Regions from separate parts of the Arabidopsis thaliana genome. Here region 2 is linked to region 1. The links are chromatin contacts, called in public capture Hi-C maps. All regions are on one chromosome and are shown on one strand. The core of a region is the stretch at or near the end of the contact, and the rest is flanking DNA. Distances in the headings are between cores, read along the strand shown.

Region 1 (4,807 bases), core at 76-2,575:
TAGTTTAGTCGTCCACAATAGAATATCTTGGCAGACTTCAGAAACGCGTATATATTGGGCTCAGACCCATTTCATATATTGTTGGCCTCTTCTTCCAAAGTAATTGTAAGAAAATAACACATAAAAGACTAGACCACCAATAATTATTATCCAGAAAGCCCAACCTGCGCCACACTCATTAAATTGATCACTAGTCTATCTTTTTTTCTTTCTTTTTTTCATATTTAAATAGATTGATTTAATTTTCGTTTGTAAATCCCTGATCCATGGGTTTGAATTCTCTCCAGTTTTTAGCATTCTATTCAGAACCTGATCACCAAAGAATGTAAAATAAGAATGAGTGAGATTTTCACCTGAAATTATTCGTTCATTTAATGTATAATTTATAATGGTAGTCCAGATATAGTTTATATAAAATATATATGTACTAAAGAGAATTAAAAGAGCCCATGTGGAAGTAAATGTGGAAGATCGAACGCCCTTGGTCTTCTCTGGAGTGAATTTAATTAGTTTGTCTTTCTGTATATTGGATTGTCGAATCTAATTGGTTGGAGTGTGGATCACTCAATCAATAGTTGTTACTTTTTAGTCCGTTTATTCCTAATAAAAATAAAAGATAAAAGTATACATTGATCTATATATCATATATGTATACCATTGATTTAATTTGGTTCATTGCAAATGTATACAAAATATCGACTACTTATGTGGTAAACTTTCCTTTGTTCAATTATAGCGCTTAGGTTTCAACCTTTCTGATGTGGTTGTTCCTTTATAGACATTTTTTTTTTGTTATATTTTAAGGTTAGTGTAAATTAGTTTTCCCTGTTGGAGCAATGCTTTTTTCTTTTGGACTAAGTTTTTGGAGACATTTTTAGTCATCTGCCGGCATATGTAGTTTCAACTTGTATCATTCTCTTGATTCTTAATAAAATTTAGATGAACAAAAAAAACTCAATTATGTTGCAAGAACTTAGCCATATAGAAGTTTTTCGGATCAAAGATCTAACCAATTTAATTAAGTTGAATCGGGTTACAAAAACAAAAAAAACAAAAAAAAACTAATGTGATTACGTCTTTGTACGGCTATGACATCTTTATTCCCATTAAACATCCCATATTTTTTACCTTAAGAGTTTTAAAATATAGTTAAAATATATGAGTTTAGAAAAATATCGATAAATATTAATAATGAAGTTTAGAAAGATTAACAATAACTCTAATATATTATTTATATTTATATTTATCTTAGCTTATGAAACTTAGATTAATTTCATCGCTACATAAAAATGACAATGATTGAAGATGGGGGTTTGATTATTCATACACTCTTTCTCTCTCTTTATTCATTACTCTCTTTTACATGTCTCTTTGACTTTGGACCACTTTACCCAAAATTCCTAAACCTAAAGACAAAAACACTCCTCACCGGTCCTGGCTAATGGGCGTCGTCCTCCCAACTCTCATCGTTTATGCTTTCCTTCTCTTCTTCTCGTCGTCCTCCGCCGCCTCTCTTCAACGTCCCAGTAAGAACCCACTTCTTTAAACTCTTTTATCTACTATCATGTTTTATCTACATAGCATAGTTTGTTTGTTTTGAAAAAAAAATCTATATGGAACCGTTTTTTCTGTATAGTTATGTGTGGAATAGGAACCTAAAAGATCTTAACTTCTAACAATTGCATACTCAACTAAGCAAAATGTTTTGTTGCTTAAACAAAAGAAGAAATGAAGGAGAAAAAGTGAAAACCCCATTTTTTGTTTCTTTTGCCTATTTACTAGTAGTCATGAATTTACTCTGTCGTTAAACCAGGTGGAGGGCTTGGGCAGGGGAAGAAGGAGATAGCTAGGTCGGGTTTACCGGGTCAGATTGTAGATCAGAAGCGGTTAGGGGGACCTGGCTCGGTGCCTCCGATGTGTAGATTGAAGTGTGGGAAATGTGAGCCTTGTAAAGCAGTTCACGTTCCGATTCAACCAGGTCTGATTATGCCACTGGAGTATTACCCTGAAGCTTGGCGCTGCAAGTGTGGCAACAAACTCTTCATGCCCTAAAACCAAAAACAGATCTTCATGACCTAACTTAATTAATTCTTCAACAATTAGTGAACTTTTTGTTAGCTTTTTCTTTTCCTCGGGATTAATTTTGTCCTCCTTACTAATTGGTTTTTACTGGTTAGCTTTGAGGCAATATTTTGTTTAAAAGTTATAATATGATCATAACAGTTTTTAACACATGGAAAAATATGATAGTAATAGTTATATATAGATATATAACCTTATCAAAAAAATGTATGATCATTACAATACACATATCATTCCTTATTAAGTGCGTTTGCCCCCCTATTTTCAGACCAACCCCTCTTGATTTATTAGTCGGCTCATGTGTTTCGGACCCATAGGTTTTAATTGGTCCCTCGATACCCATTTGCCATTAGCCATTAGGCCATTACTTGTCGTGTGTAGTAGTTTATTAATCCATTATTTAGTCTATTTTTCTTTCAGACATGTCGAACTCAAAATTTTGGAAATTCTCTTTTAAATTGTAATGTTTTTTTTTTCTGGTTGAACTACGGAGAAGATATACTTTTGGCTGTACACATATTTCTAATATCTTGTACACTATAATAACAACTGGAGCAGATTTTTGCATGAAACATATATTCTTTTGGGAAATGCTTCTAGCAATCGTGTGGTGTTGGTATGTTACGTAATGCAATGGGAAACAATTTTCTAAGTTGTGCACATAAACCAAGGCGCAGGCGTACGAAACACACGAGTTGGTCTTACACAACTTAAGCTTTTAATTTATCTTCCAAGTCAAAGTCAGTTTTTTCACATGCAAGCGGGGCCTGTTTCTACTATTTGTTCTTGCCAGATTAAGTAATTCATTAAATTGAACGGAAACAAAATTGAAAGTAAATGTAGTATATATGTACATTTAATTTCATTCAAGAGATAAGGAAATAAAGGTGAAAAAAACTGTGTATACTGTATAATGTGTGTAGCCATTTGGAATGTGTAGGTGTAGCCATTTGGAATGTGTATTCTTCTATGATTTGCTCCTAACATGTCATACGTACGAACACTAACTCAAACACATGATTGTTTTTAAAACCAAACACATGATTGGTTTTTACCACAAAAAAAAATATTTATTAGCTAGTTAAAATTTAGGTTTAACTTGGAGAAATTTTTTGGTAGATTTATAATAGATAACCTTACAAATTAACTGGGCCAGCCCAAATACACACCCAATATAGTCCATTGGGCATATGAAAAATTTCATTATGAAAAGATATACTTATTCGTTTCCAAAAACATGCATTTTAATATTTTCATTGATATATTATACTAGTCAAAAGTCAACACTATAATCATCATGAGCGTTGCCAACACCAAATGTGGACCGATGAATTCTATAACTTCAGCAAAGCCAATACATTGGATTTCTTCTAGAAGCTTGGGTTTGATGGGTTTCGGACTTACTAATGTTACATGAGCGTCAATTGTGAATCCATATGCGATGATTGTGAGCATACCTATTGGAGGACACAGTGCTATCTCACTAGTCACTAAGCTTGTATGAACATTTAGGCTGGTACCGTATTATTAAGTTAATACATGACTGCAAGAATGTGGTGTTCAATTTCAAACATGATACAAATCAAAATCAATATGGGAAATGGACCTACCAGATTACGACCTTATATAAAATTAAAAATTTGATATTAAACTTTTTTCACAAAAAAAAAATATATATACAAACACCAAGATTTGTTTCACTAGCTACCCTTATAGAGGCCACATTTAATCCTATATACCTTACAAAAAGACATTACTCTAAAGAAAACACCCTTAACTTTCTCCAAGTTATAATTTGGCCCCATAAGTTAGATATCACCCCTCAAAAAGTAGCTCTGAACTCTTAAAACTACTACTCCCTTCATATCCTATATCTGTTATTCCTCTCGGCAGCAACAGCAATAAGCCTTGAGACACCTTGTGTCCACATTTCATACTCTCTCTGGCTCTTGCACTGAAATTCTACAATCCCTCGCGGAACCGTCTTTAACCCAAAGTATCTCAAATCCTCTCCTCCTTCCAGCAAATGGCGGCCTGGCCAAGCTTGAACGTTTTTGATCACATCAATCACAACATCTGAAGTAATTTAAAAGAAGACAAAAGATCAGGCAAATAAAAATATTAAGGGAGAATGTGCAAGAGTCTTGATATTCACATCCAAAAGACAGACTAAAAACAAAAAAAGTTAAAGATGGCGTCTCCTTTTGTTTTGATCCTCTGATCACTTTAGTCCCAAAACCCTTTTGCTTTTCTTCTCAAATCCCCATATTCAAAGTAGACCCACATCAAAGTTTTGAATTCTCATATTATTGATAGTATTAGTAGATAGTGACAAAGTTAAAGCTTTCACCTTTAGTTATGTCACATTAGTATACTATGAGAATATATCAAGATTCTACTAGGTGTATGCATAATAAGGGTAAGAATTTCTCTTACTTTTGTTCTTCTTCGTGAAGGTCCCTCCTACATGCCTGCTCTTCATCTTCAATATAACCTTCATGTTCAATAACCAAATCAAAATCATAAGAATGATGCCAAGAAATGGTTTTAAGCAGAGACTAAAGCATATTACTAGATATATACATCATTCACAAAATTGCTTTCTCTTCTTTTATTGGTCTCTGAAATCACTTTTTCATGTTCTTTTTTTCTATTCTTTTAACAAAATCACACTCATGTAGGTGACTTAAAAAAGTTTCCACTGATTCACTAATAATGTATCTCA
Region 2 (4,436 bases), core at 1,817-4,316, 110 kb before region 1:
ATAGTAATCAATGCACATTCATCAAGAAACTAAAACGCAGAAAGATATATATCAAGATCGAATTAATTGACTGAGAGGATAACTAACACAGGATCATGATCGGTTATATTTCGTGCCACGATCACTTATACGCTGTCCACAAGTTTCCTATTTTTTCAAAATCTTAATTATGTCTCGACAATACTTCAAAGTCGGTTCGATGTTGCTGTCCGAATGTATTGGCCCGGTCCCTACGTTGCCTTTGGAACAGCTTATGTTATGATTAATGCTTCGACGAAAAGACAGTGAAACATATCCAGCTAATTAGGGTTGCTCTTGTTTGGATCGTTTAAGCCCCACGAAATATGTACTAAAGCAAAAAAATAAACTCAAATTCTTGTGTGGAGATCCTGAATAATCGGTGATTTCGTGAATCTAAACGAGTCATGTCATTATTTCAAACCCTAGCGTTTATATTCGAATTTTGGATCTGAGAAAGGGGATTTTGGATTCACTCAACCTTTTAAGGTTTTTGTTTTGTTTGCGATAAATAACTTTGAAAACAACATTTTATCTTCTGGACGGTTGATTTGAAGACATGATGATTGAAACAAGGCTAAATAAGTAAAAGTGAGATGTTACATTAATAGTTAATAAAAATCAATATATATATATATATATATATATATATATATATATGAAAAATAAAAAGAGAGAAAATGGAGATAAGATGATAGGGATGAGTCGAAAAAGGAACACACAAACTTTAATAATTTAAAGAGCCAACTTTTTTGAGCTACACACGAATGTGATTTGCAAAAGACACGACTCTTTGGAGTGTAGCTTGTGTATGCATCACAAGACAAGTTGTGTGTTTCGACATATCATTCCTCTTCCTCATCTTTAACTTACTCGTTTTCTTTCAAACGTAGCATTATATTATTATTTCCATCATCTTTATAATAACATGTTTTTTTTTTGTTTTGGGTGCCTATATGTGTTTTGAATTCGTTAGAACATTCAAATTAGTTTAATGTTTTGGAACGAAACTATAGTCATGTCAAACATACTAAACTACGTTTTACAGATATTAAATTAAAATTCTCAAAAATATTTTAATGTTTTGGTATGAAACTATAATCAAGTAAAACATACTATATTTAAATTTCAAAATTGTTCATATATGACATACTTTTTTTTTTTGAATAAACGAGAAATTAAAGTAGAAAATAATTAACATTTTTACCATGATAATTAAAACACGGTTAATATTTCTAACCAAAAAAAATTAAGAATCTATTAGCTAGTTCATATAGTTATTCACGTACCTCTTCAAGATATGTACGTTAAAATTGTCATCAGAATCTGTAGTCCTTGTAGAGTAAAAAATATCAAATATTAACATAAAAGAACAAACAACTGTTGATTCAGTACATAAATTAATACATTAAATTGACCACAGAGACCAAAATAATCTAAAAATGATTTATGTATTTGGCTTAAGTTCAATATTGTTTTTTAGGCAAAACTTAATGTTCAATATATATTCATGGAATTAACTCCATAATAAACAGTAACTGAATTCTCTTGTACTTTCTTAAATGGTTTTCAGTAAAAAGGTTTAGTTTAACCAACAAATAACTTTAGCAATCATCTATATAAGCATAAAGCATCACATAGATCTAGTAGTTATGTTTCTATAATACATTTTCACTAAGACTAAAACATGCATGAACACACAAACAGGAAAAAACTATTCTCAAGAAGTTTGTTTCCCACCATGTTAAGTGATTCTAGAAATCTGTAAATGGTTAACCTTTAGTATTCATTCGTGCAATATTTAACAGACAAATGGTATTCATTCGTGCATCTCTCAGTTTGTGAGAAAATACATTGCATGAGTTCGTTATTAACTGGAAATAATACATAAAACTCTGACAATCAGAACCTCTAAATTATTTACTTATAAGAAGAGAGGCAACGTATCTTGCATCGCTTTTACTTATCTAATCTTTTGGTGATGGAAGGGGCAAGAACATAGAAGGAATCTTTATCTTAAAAGAAGAGAAAACAAATAATATCCAAAATTGGTAAATCCATTGAATAAAGCCTAACGTTAACATCAAATCGCATGCGGATTAGAAGCTAAATGCACATAGTTAAGCGTAATCTATGGGGAGAAATTAATTACCACTTTTTGGTTCATTCTTTTAAGTTTTATGATTCAATGAATACATAGCACGTGGAACCTCTCTCCCCCACAACCCATTTTGAAGGGAAATGAATAATTAAAAGAGACATACACATAAGAAAGCACATGGCTTTACCATTCCTCTATCAATTACCAACACATTTGACCCTTATCCACATGGGTCTTCGTCTCCTATTATAAAATCAAAATCTACACACAAAATGTTATAACATTTTCCAACTCACAATATACAAAATGCCACGCATAAATATGTCTTCGCAAGACAAATATGTAACGTTTAATATTCGATATTATCTGAGATTTAACCATAAAACTAATATTTCTTTATTAATCAAATTACATCTACGAGCAAAAATGATAAAATTCAACTTATGCACATTCAATAGTTCGTAACACATAAGAGTACTTGGAAACTCTAAATAATCTTCATTTTGGAATCAGGATTCAATAAAATAGTACTTTATTTGACATAAGTGTCCTTTTAACCATTTTTTACACCATACGTTTTTTCTTCTGAATCGAAATTTTTACATCATACTTTCAAAACATCTATTAATCTTTTAAGTTAAAAATTAATAAATCAATAGAAGTAAACTAAAAATAATAATCAACTTTCACATCAAATTTTAAGACAACACATTATATTTAAATATATATTAAGAATATCTATTATGCAACAAATGGATTAACAATCATTAGCACTTGATATTTTCTTTATAACCTGCACTATACACTTTCAAAAAGAGAAGAAGAAACCTTTAAGAAACAGTAAATAAATGTTATTATAATACACCTCTTTAGTCTTTACTTTATTTATATTTTCTCTGTTTGCTTTTATTCCGGGTCGGCCGATAGAATTCTCATCATTTCATTCATTTTTATATTCTTTCGTTATAATTATTATACATCCTTTGAAAGAAAAAGAAGAGGCAATAGAGATGGACGGCTAAGATGTTAACGTAAACAAAGTTGGCGGAGGGAAAAGAGGAGCGTGGAATAATTAAACAAAAGAGTCGTGTCCACATGGGCGGCCTCAAGCTTCGTGTCCCACTTTTGTCCCCTTGCCTCTTTCTTGCCTTTCATGCTTCCGACAACACTTCTCTCTCTTCCTTTAACCCTAACTTCGATGCTCCTTTATATATATCTCTCTCCCCTTTTCTCCAAAACTCATCAACCAGCTCACCAAGAACAAGAACAAGAAGAAGAAGAACAAGACAAGAAGAACAAAGTACCCAAGAAAACACACAAGAAGGAAACACAAAGATTGATATTGATCCAAAAGCAATGGCGTACGAGAAAGTCAACGAGCTTAACCTTAAGGACACAGAGCTATGTCTTGGATTACCCGGAAGAACAGAGAAGATCAAAGAAGAACAAGAGGTTTCTTGCGTTAAAAGTAACAACAAGCGTCTATTTGAGGAAACTCGTGATGAAGAAGAATCTACACCTCCTACCAAGTAAGTAGAAGAGATCTGAGTTTCAAATTGGCTTCTTTCAAATTATTGGCTCTTGAATAGTTTTACTAATCTTTCTTTCCTCAAATTTACAGAACTCAAATCGTTGGTTGGCCACCAGTGAGATCTTCCCGTAAGAACAACAACAGTGTGAGCTACGTGAAAGTGAGTATGGACGGAGCTCCTTACCTTCGCAAGATCGATCTCAAGACATACAAAAACTACCCCGAGCTTCTCAAAGCGTTAGAGAATATGTTCAAAGTCATGATTGGTGAATATTGTGAGAGAGAAGGATACAAAGGATCTGGATTTGTACCAACATACGAAGATAAAGATGGTGACTGGATGTTGGTTGGTGATGTTCCATGGGACATGTTCTCTTCTTCTTGTAAGAGACTCAGAATCATGAAGGGATCCGACGCTCCTGCTCTAGACTCTTCCTTATGATCCAGAGAAGCTGAGAATCTTTTGTCTAAAAAGGAGATGATGACTATGATCGATGAATGAAAAACCCTTTTTGGTTTGATTCGGATCGGAGTTTGACTAAAGTTGACCGTGAAAGACGAAACTTCGGGGTTTTGTCCGACGAGAGATCCATCTCTAGTGATGTTCTTTTTGTTTTTGTATTTAGATTTGAAGTTTGATGTAAAGATACATGAGATTTTATGTATAATACGGACACATACACAATCTATAGATGTATAATGTATTAAGTAGTTATGTCCTATAAGATCATCAGTTTTCTGTTCTTGATCACGAACATAATATTTTAAATTTCAGAAACTTATACA

Evidence for each region. Capture Hi-C pulls out chosen DNA fragments and counts their contacts.
Region 2: a capture Hi-C map of root shows a contact between it and region 1, with 3 times the contacts expected there. A contact is called at or near these places in 1 of 26 Hi-C or Micro-C datasets (root) and 2 of 3 other capture datasets (root and shoot).

The regions. Positions count from the first base shown.
Region 1 is chr3:8,070,696-8,075,502 of TAIR10.1, reverse strand. It overlaps CLL1 (allergen-like protein), which reads left to right and starts at 1,325. Exons shown (of 2, transcript NM_113181.4): 1 at 1,325-1,526; 2 at 1,814-2,245. The coding sequence starts at 1,442. The coding sequence ends at 2,052. It overlaps AT3G22810 (auxin canalization protein (DUF828)), which reads right to left. Exons shown (of 7, transcript NM_113180.3): 6 at 4,519-4,576; 7 at 3,708-4,158. The coding sequence ends at 3,944.
Region 2 is chr3:8,180,725-8,185,160 of TAIR10.1, reverse strand. It overlaps IAA2 (indole-3-acetic acid inducible 2), which reads left to right and starts at 3,066. Exons shown (of 2, transcript NM_001338609.1): 1 at 3,066-3,648; 2 at 3,741-4,436. The coding sequence starts at 3,215. The coding sequence ends at 4,092. It overlaps AT3G04375 (a long non-coding RNA gene), which reads left to right and starts at 49. Exons shown (of 1, transcript NR_141091.1): 1 at 49-290.